Linked DNA regions of Cricetulus griseus: region 1 is linked to region 2. Evidence: chromatin contacts called from public Hi-C data. All regions are on one chromosome and are shown on one strand. Each heading gives the region's core, a stretch centred on a gene start, on an enhancer-like site or on the middle of the called end of the contact. The rest is flanking DNA. Distances are from core to core; before and after follow the strand shown.

Evidence for each region. A called contact is a pair of places that touch in the nucleus more often than the background predicts.
Region 1: a Hi-C map of the CHO-K1 cell line shows a contact between it and region 2, with 1.7 times the contacts expected there. The contact joins the promoter of LOC100765686 here to the enhancer-like site in region 2. A contact is called at or near these places in 4 of 8 Hi-C or Micro-C datasets (the CHO-K1 cell line, fibroblasts and liver).

What each region holds. Positions count from the first base shown.
Region 1 is chr4:53,691,714-53,695,585 of CriGri-PICRH-1.0, forward strand. It overlaps LOC100765686 (importin subunit alpha-5), which reads right to left and starts at 2,179. Exons shown (of 14, transcript XM_027412758.2): 1 at 2,022-2,179. It overlaps LOC103160731 (a long non-coding RNA gene), which reads left to right and starts at 2,235. Exons shown (of 4, transcript XR_003484868.2): 1 at 2,235-2,496; 2 at 2,904-3,082; 3 at 3,334-3,419.
Region 2 is chr4:53,652,957-53,657,233 of CriGri-PICRH-1.0, forward strand. LOC100765686 (importin subunit alpha-5) reads right to left here. Exons shown (of 14, transcript XM_027412758.2): 6 at 3,818-3,949; 7 at 2,940-3,028; 8 at 2,526-2,625; 9 at 1,866-2,029; 10 at 63-141. Among named protein-coding and RNA genes, the nearest start is that of Wdr5b, 24 kb to the left of the region's middle. Within about 2 kb of position 1,630, at least 2 of the 6 cell types and tissues checked have open chromatin away from gene starts, as enhancers often do. A contact at or near this core is called in the CHO-K1 cell line and fibroblasts, where this site is marked.

The DNA of each region.
Region 1 (3,872 bases), core at 929-3,428, 39 kb after region 2:
AATTTGATTCCCTACGACTAAGATTTCAAGAGCTATGCCATCTTCTTCCAGTGATTTCTGAATGAGAGAGATGGTTCAGCAGTTAAGAGCACTTGCTGCTTTTGAAGAAGACCCATGTTTGGTTCCCAGCACCCGTAGTGCAGCTCAAACCCTTTGCAAGTTCAGTTTCAAAGGATCTAAATCCCTCTCTGCCCTCTGTAAGCACCAGGCACGATCATGATGCATTACATATATTCAGGCAAAACACTCACATTCATAAAAAATAAGCAAAATATGTTTAAGAAACAAGCTATTCTGAAAATACTGTGCTCTTCCATGCTTTCATCTATACTAGGAAAAGTTAACATCTAGTTCAAAGTTACTGTAAATTTGTTTTATTTTACTTCCTCTCAGACCTCCATCTTATTTTAAATCACCCATCCAAAAACATTACATAAAAAGGTAACAAAAAATAAGTTATTTCACCAAAATTACAGACAAATCACTCTCAGTTTCCTTTCAAAATTTAGACCTTGTAAACTTTAAAACGGAGGTGTGAGGGCTGGAGAGATGGTTCAGAGGATAAGAGCACCGCCTGCTCTTCCAGAAGTCCTGAGTTCAATTCCCAGCAACCACATGGTGGCTCACAATCATCTGCAATGAGATCTAGTGCCCTCTCTGACCTGCAGGCATACATGTAGGCAGAACACTGTATAATAAATAATTCTTTAAAAAAAAAAAGTTAAAACATTAAAAAAAAAAAAACAATGGAGGCGTGACAGTACATGTCTTTAATTCCAGAATTTCACGAGTCAGGGGCAGGTGGATCTCTAAGTTCAAAGACAGCCTGGTCTACATGTGAGTTCTAGGAGGAATATGTAAAGGGACCCTGTCTCAGAATTTGTATGAGTCAATCAGGCATGCTGTTGTTCCTAAAACCCCAGCACTTGAGAGGCTGAGGGAAGACAGTTCTGAATTCAAGACAACCATGGGCAATGTATCCAGTGCTAGTCCAGCCATGACTACATAGTGAGCCTTGTCTCAAAAACAAAGAAAAGGCAACAAAGCAACAAGAACGTGGGAATATCATCTAGGGTGATGGAAATCCTGGCACCCAAGAAGCCAGGACAAGCACAAAGACAGCCTACCAAGCAAAACCCATCCTCAAAAAAAAAAAAAAAAAAGGGGGGGGGGGAGAGTGACAGGGAGGTGGGATTTGAAGGAACTGTTTTAAGGGGAAAAAAAAAGGATAGATGTTAGTGTTTCACACAGAATTTCAAAAGCATTTCTCCGTTGTTGATTCTGATACTAGTTTACCAAACCGAAGTTTAAGCCTTAAAAAGAAAATCAATTCATTTGAAACTTTTCATTGCCAAGAGGATCGCACGCATTCAACCCTCTCCTTCTTTCTTGCCGACATCCCTGACTTCAGTCGCCCTCCAGTTTTCTGCTCCCACTGCGAGCTTCAGCTAACGCTTGGCGGTTTCCCTCGCATCACCGCTCACACAGACGACCAAGTTGTCATTGCTATAATTACCACACCCCCGTCAGCAGCTCCAGGCCCGCGTAGTTATGACATCTGTAAACTGCAGCCTCCCGTCTCCACCCCCACCGCCTCCCTCCAAACACCGGCCCGGGCGGTAACCTGCCAACTCCCGGAACGGCCCCGCACGCCTGGGCCTCGGCCACCGCACCCCGCGACACCCGCCTCCGCCCCCGCCCTCAGCCTAGCGCGGCGCGCAGACTCCGCGCCGCCGCCCGGCGCCCCGCAGTCCCCGACGCCGCTTCCACCGCCGCCCCGCCCCGACCGGCGTTCCCCACCCCCACCCCGCTCCTCCGCCGCCGCCGCCGCCGCGCGGGCCGTTAGAACCGCCAGTCCCGTGACGCACCGGAGCGACGCGAAGGTCCGGTCCCCGGCGCGACAGCGACAGCTCCCGGCCGGCGCCCGCGTCCGCCTTCGCCCCGGGGCCTCCCTCGGGTCCCCGGAGGGAACCAGAGCCGCCCGCCGAGGGGGAGGGGCCGCGGGGAAGCCCCCCACTCACCGGCTCCAGGCGACCGGTCCCGGTGCCGCCGTGAGGGTGAGACGCTCGCTTCTTGTCGGCCCGCTGCGCCTCTTCCGCGCACAACCTTGACCGGCCGGCGCGCACCACGGCGGCGCTCACCAGGCCTCGCTCTCGCCGCCGCCCGCGCCGCCGCCGCGCCGCCGCCGCGCACCGAGCCGCGAGACCCAGCTCAGCCGGCGTGCGCAGTGCGCCTGCGTGCGGGGGCCGGCCTGCGCGCCTGCGTGCGCCTTTCCGCCGCCCGCCGCAGGGGCTGCCGGGAAGCGGAGTCTCTGAAGCGTTCTTTCCCGAGTGGACGCGGCCAGGGCGTGGGTCTCTGAGAACGAGGTTTGCAGTCCGGAAAAGTAAAGACACGTACAAGTTATGGAGACAAACGTGTCCTTACTAAGCTCTTCTAGAATGGACGGATACCGCCCTCCCCACACACCTCACATCTCCATAGCCACCCTCTCACATGGTAGGTGCCTCACACACCGAGCGCGCTTATTGGATGAACGATGGCATGGTTGGAGGCTGAGGGAGTATCGCGAAATACGTCAGTGCCTCACGTTCAAAGAATTCACACGCCACTCGTTTGTGGGAACCTTCTGGGTATTCTCTTCGGCTCTCTCCCATTTTGCCTAGTAATTTATTAGTCCCATAAAACATTAACAAAATAATTTTTGAGCCTGGATCGTTAGCACACCACTCAGCACTGGGACGGCTGAGGCAGGAGAATGGCAAGTTCTAGACCGGCATGACTACTACGTAGGAACACCTTGGCTCGATGATGTTAATTTTTAGTAAAAACATTGGCATTGATCTGAGTAAGTTCTCTCAAACAAAATGTTTAGGAAAATGATTGTTTTTCTTTCTGGAGAGTAGGGTTGTGGCTTCAAAAGAACACCTTAAGCAAGCCAAGCAGAGGTCACTGAAGAATTTCACACACAGGACATGGTTTAACGAGTCTGTTTAAAAGGAATACTGAAGAGCAACAGACGGCGTCAACACCCTTATAAATGTAAGAAAGAGGGAGACAAAGGACCACACTGACTGAATCCTAGGTAAAGCAATGGTCGTTTGTCTTGGCTCCAGTGGCGGTTTTAATAACCTTAACACAAACTAGAGTCACCTGGTAAGAGGGACCCTGAATGGGAGACTGGTTCCCATCAGATTGGCCTGTGGGCATGTCTGTGAGGCATTTTCCTAACTCATGATGTGCCCAGCCCACTGTGGACAGTGCCACCCTTGGGCTGTATAAGATAGTAAGCTGAGAATGATAGAGTAACCACATTTCCTCCATGGTCTGTTTCAGTTACTGCCTCCAGGATCCTGCTTTGAATTCCTGCCCTGGCTCCTCTTAGAGATGTAAGCTGGAATGCCTGCCTCCAAGTTGCTTTGGTTAGTGTGCAATCACAGCAATAGAAAGCAAACTAGAACAACTCCCTCCCTCCCTCCATCCTTCCCTCAAACTTGACTCCCTTCTGCATCATCGTGTTTATTTATTACAATCAGAACTAAGTTTGAGCAAGGCAGCTGGAAAAAGAAAGTGCTCTGTCAGAGAGACTTAGGGCCAATGTGCTGTCTACTTTTATGTCAGCTTGACACAAGCTAGAGTCATCTGAAAGGAGCGAACCTCAATTGAGTAAAATTGAACCTCCAAAAGATCCAGCTATAAGGCATTTTCTTAATTTGTGATTGATGGGGGAGAGCCTAGCTCATGGGGGCAGTGCCATCCCTGGCATGGTGGTCCTGGGTTCTATAAGAAAGCAGGTTGAAGGCCGGACATTGGTGGCGCACACCTTTAATCACGCCTTTAATCCCAGCACTCGGGAGGCAGGGACAGGCAGATCT
Region 2 (4,277 bases), core at 380-2,879:
ATATAACAGAACTGTGTTCACGGAGTTCAACCCTTTAGAAAAAGGTTAGCACATGTTCATACCTGTGTCTGAATATCATCCCCTGTGACAATGTTTCCCACAGCTCGCAAAGCAGGAGACACCACTTTATAATCATTATGCCTGCAGCCATTAAAAGAGAGAGAGAGAGATATGTTAGACCCAACAGTTCTATCCAGAATCTTTTTTTAAGGGATGAAATCCCAAATAAGGGAGATGTGATTCAATTATAGAGTGGAAAGGTAATTTTTTCACTATGGCTATTTAGGGAACTTACCATGGTGGCAGAATTGATCATTACCTAGAAAAGCAATCTTTCCCTTTATTTTCAAAGTAGATTCTTTCCTAGTAATTTTTCCCAGGCACTCCAGCACTGAATTCCACATTTTTCTCTTATTCTTTACTACAGCCTCTCTTCTCTTTTCTTGGTCTCCTGGAACTACTGAGATGATTGGGAAGTGCAGATGACATCTATACACTGCTCATATTCTAAAACTATGTCAACAATTCAGCTAACTTCAAAACCAAAGTGACAATCATCTCTCAAACATTTTTCTGTTTCACTAACCTACAAGGCTGTCTTTATGGTTTAAAAAAAACAAAACAAAAACAAAAACAAAAACAAAAGCTTTCCACAAAGCCTGTTGAATATATGTGAAAACAGACAGTAAGCACAGATTTCAGGGTAAATAAAGCGATACCCTTATGATTTTCCTCTGAGACCCTATTCTCTTCCTTCACATTTAAGATCAATGATTAAAATGAAACATGTAGTAAACTTAATAACTAAAGGACAAAAGCAACTATTTCCCAGATCCTGATTCTTTGGACCCCAGTAGCACCATGCTGCCTTTAACTTGTACCAGTACCACACTGCTGGTCTGCAACCAATCTATAATCAGCCCCAGTAATGTTATACTTACCAATGTCACATCATGTTTGAGACACTATCTCTATAACTTGTTTGTGTATCAATTAATTTCATGTGGCTTATAACTGTACTACTTGCCATCATATTGTGGCTATATTTTCTTCTAAGTATTAGCTAAACATTTGATTAATATAGTCTCAAATTATTTATGCCATAGGTAAATTTTCCATGTTGTTACCAAAAGCATTTCAAAAGTAGGATTCAAAGTCTGATACTACTCTTTTTTTTTTTTTTCTAAAAAGAAAGTAAGAAATGGCCATTTACCACAGAAATTTGCCTTTGGTTTCCAGTACCTGACTTTAGGTTTTCCAGTGTGGGGTAGAACAACAGAGATAGAATTTATTACATAGGCAAAGCTTTCCAAATAATTCGGCTAACAGACTTGTAATGGCACAGGAATAAAATAGATTCTTCATTAAGTCTCAAAAAAGCAAACCAAAAAATGGCATCAATATAAATAAGACACAATCAGTCAACAGATAATAAATCAGTAAAATATGTAACCAAAGTACTAGAAATATGGAAAATAGTAAAGTGTGTAAGTTAGCACCAGCTGTAAGCTTGACACAACCTAAGAGTAACCTGAGTAAGTCTCAATTGAGGGACTGCCCAAATCAGACTGGACTGTGGCCGTGAGAGACTGTCTTAGCTGATGACTAATATAAGAGGGCAGGGCCCAGTCCACTGTGAACAACACCAACCCTAGTGATAAGCTGGCTGAGCATGGGCTGAGGAGCAAGACAGAGAATAAGTCAGTAAGTGGCATTCATCCAGTTTCTACTTCAGTTGCTGCCTTGGCTTCCCTCAGTAACAGAATGTGAACTGGAAGTGAAAGTCAAATATTGAAATCCCTTCCTTCTCTAAGTTGTTTTTGGTGTGGTTTATCACAGATACACTTTCTTAAAGATCATCTTACATCAGAAGCTCCACAAGTCTCCTACATACTCCTGCATCGATGACTGCCTGAATTTTATCATTGGGTCCATCTGACAGGTATGACAGGGCCCAGCAGGCATCAGCTAGTACATCAGTGTCACTGACAAACAGCAACCAAGAAAGGACACTCAGACAGGGAGAAACCTAGAAAAGAAAAGATGATTAGAAAGAAATTCAATAGAAACAAACTGAAGTGAGATTAAGACTCTCAAGATGCCTATCAGGCAGACACTCGATGAGTTACAAAGCAGTTTACACTTCAAGTGTCTGAAGGACTTTTCAATCTCTGGCAATTCGGTCAGTACTTATTCAGTTTACTGACCTAAGGTAGTCAGAACCCAAGGAAAATGATTTCAGGAAGAAAAATGTTATTCATTCATCCTTAAATTAGAACTCTTTGTTATGGTACACACTTAGAGAAAAGGAGGTAAAGGAACTTTCATAAATACTACATCTGGAAAATTCTTTTGCAGAACTTTCTTATTGACAAAAACTGCCATGGTTCTAAGAGTGATTCAGAGCTTTGTACTGGCAAATTACCCTAAATTAAAAAAAAGAAAAACACTAAAAGCATTGTCTCTACAAACACACTTTCGTTTCCTACACTCCCCTGACAATTTCCCACAAGCAGAGTGTTTACCTTAGCAAATTCTGGAGGAGGACTCTTCCCTCTACAAAGATTAGATAAAGCCCATACTGCATTCCGGGTCATGGTCAAGCGGTTTTGCTTTGAAAATAACCTACAGGTATAATAAACCCACAGTAAATTATGAAAGGTATTAATTCTCTATAAAGAAAATATGTAATACTGTTGATGCAGAGATGTTTTAACCTTTCTCCATAATACATTAATTCCTTTCCTAAATTATTCATTCTTTGAAGATAAACTTCATCAATTCTAATAGATTATTTCAGAATTTCATTAAGAGACATCACCCTAACAATGTAACAAGAAAATACTTGGAATCACATTAACACTAGGAAACACAAACTGACTTCCCAAGATGTAATACTTCTCACATATTCATTATTCAGGAAGAGAAAGGAGACTTACTGCAGAAGAGGGGGAAGGATATTGCAGTCTAAGACATAGTCTCTGCACATGGTACTATCTCCAGCAATGTTGCCAAGAGCCCAGACTGCCTGTGAAAGAGTTATTCATCAATAAAGTTGCATACTTTCATTCCCTCTTAATTCTTTAAAAAGAGATGCCAGCATTATCAGAGTAACACTTTATAAAAATCAAGATTTACACAAGGACTACTATTAATATTCTAAAAATCATTCATCAGGGAGTCAAACCAGCTATAGGATCAGAGTTAGAAAATATGATTATGTACAATAAACAAAAGGAAATGTCATAAGTAATATCTTATACAGTCCTTTGTACAGAATAAGCATTTAAATGGCTTAATTGGTGGATTAAAAATGTACTTAAGGCTGCTTATAATAGGAAACTTTAAGCAGATAACTGAAATAATATAGACACATTTATTAAGCTTGTGAAGGTAGTGAATGCAATTTCATAACAATGCTTCACAGGTGTATACATCTAAGTATGGTAGTTTATTATGTTCTAATTCTCTCAAAACTACAAATGAAAATCATATTCACTTAGTAGTGATTTATCCTTATAAACTTATTAAGGCTGGCAGTAACAAAGTTTGTTTTCTGAACAAATGACAAAGACTTTTAATAGTAGCCAACAGAGATTCACATTAGAAAGGGCCCTTTTATAAGTATTATGTCCATTACTTAAAAACAAAACAAAAAAAACCCAGCTAAAATCTGGAAGAACCTCATGGTTGGAAGGGAAATTCTAGATTTTTACTATTTAAACATGCTATGAATCATTGTGAGTATGTAATCAAATTCAAGCTGGGTATAACTATGTGAAAGGTGTGTTCTCCTATATTTTTGTTGAGATTTTACCTGCTCCTGGACATCTTCAAACTCTGAGCTAAGCAACTCGATGAAGATAGGCACAGCTCCTGCTTGAATCACAATCCTGGTCTGAAGGGAATTTCCTGAAGCAATATTTGTCAGGACCCAAGCTGATTCAAACTACAAAGACAAAAGCAAGTTTCATTATCTTATTAAAATTTAGAAGGTTGTTTACATAAAGCAATATGATGTTTTGTACTTTAAAAGGAGTCTGGGATCATTATTGACTTATTATAAATACCATTATTAATTCAAAAATAATTTCCAGAATTCCTCAGTCTATAAAGTGCCTAAAATTTCAGGATGAAGTATAGTTACCATGAAGCCATAGGGGGAAAAGTGTGTTTCATAAGTTGGTAAGGAATGATTTCCAACAACAAAAAATTTTTGTTTTTCAAGACAGGGTTTCTCTGTATAGCCCTGGCTGACCCGTTACTCACTCTGTAGA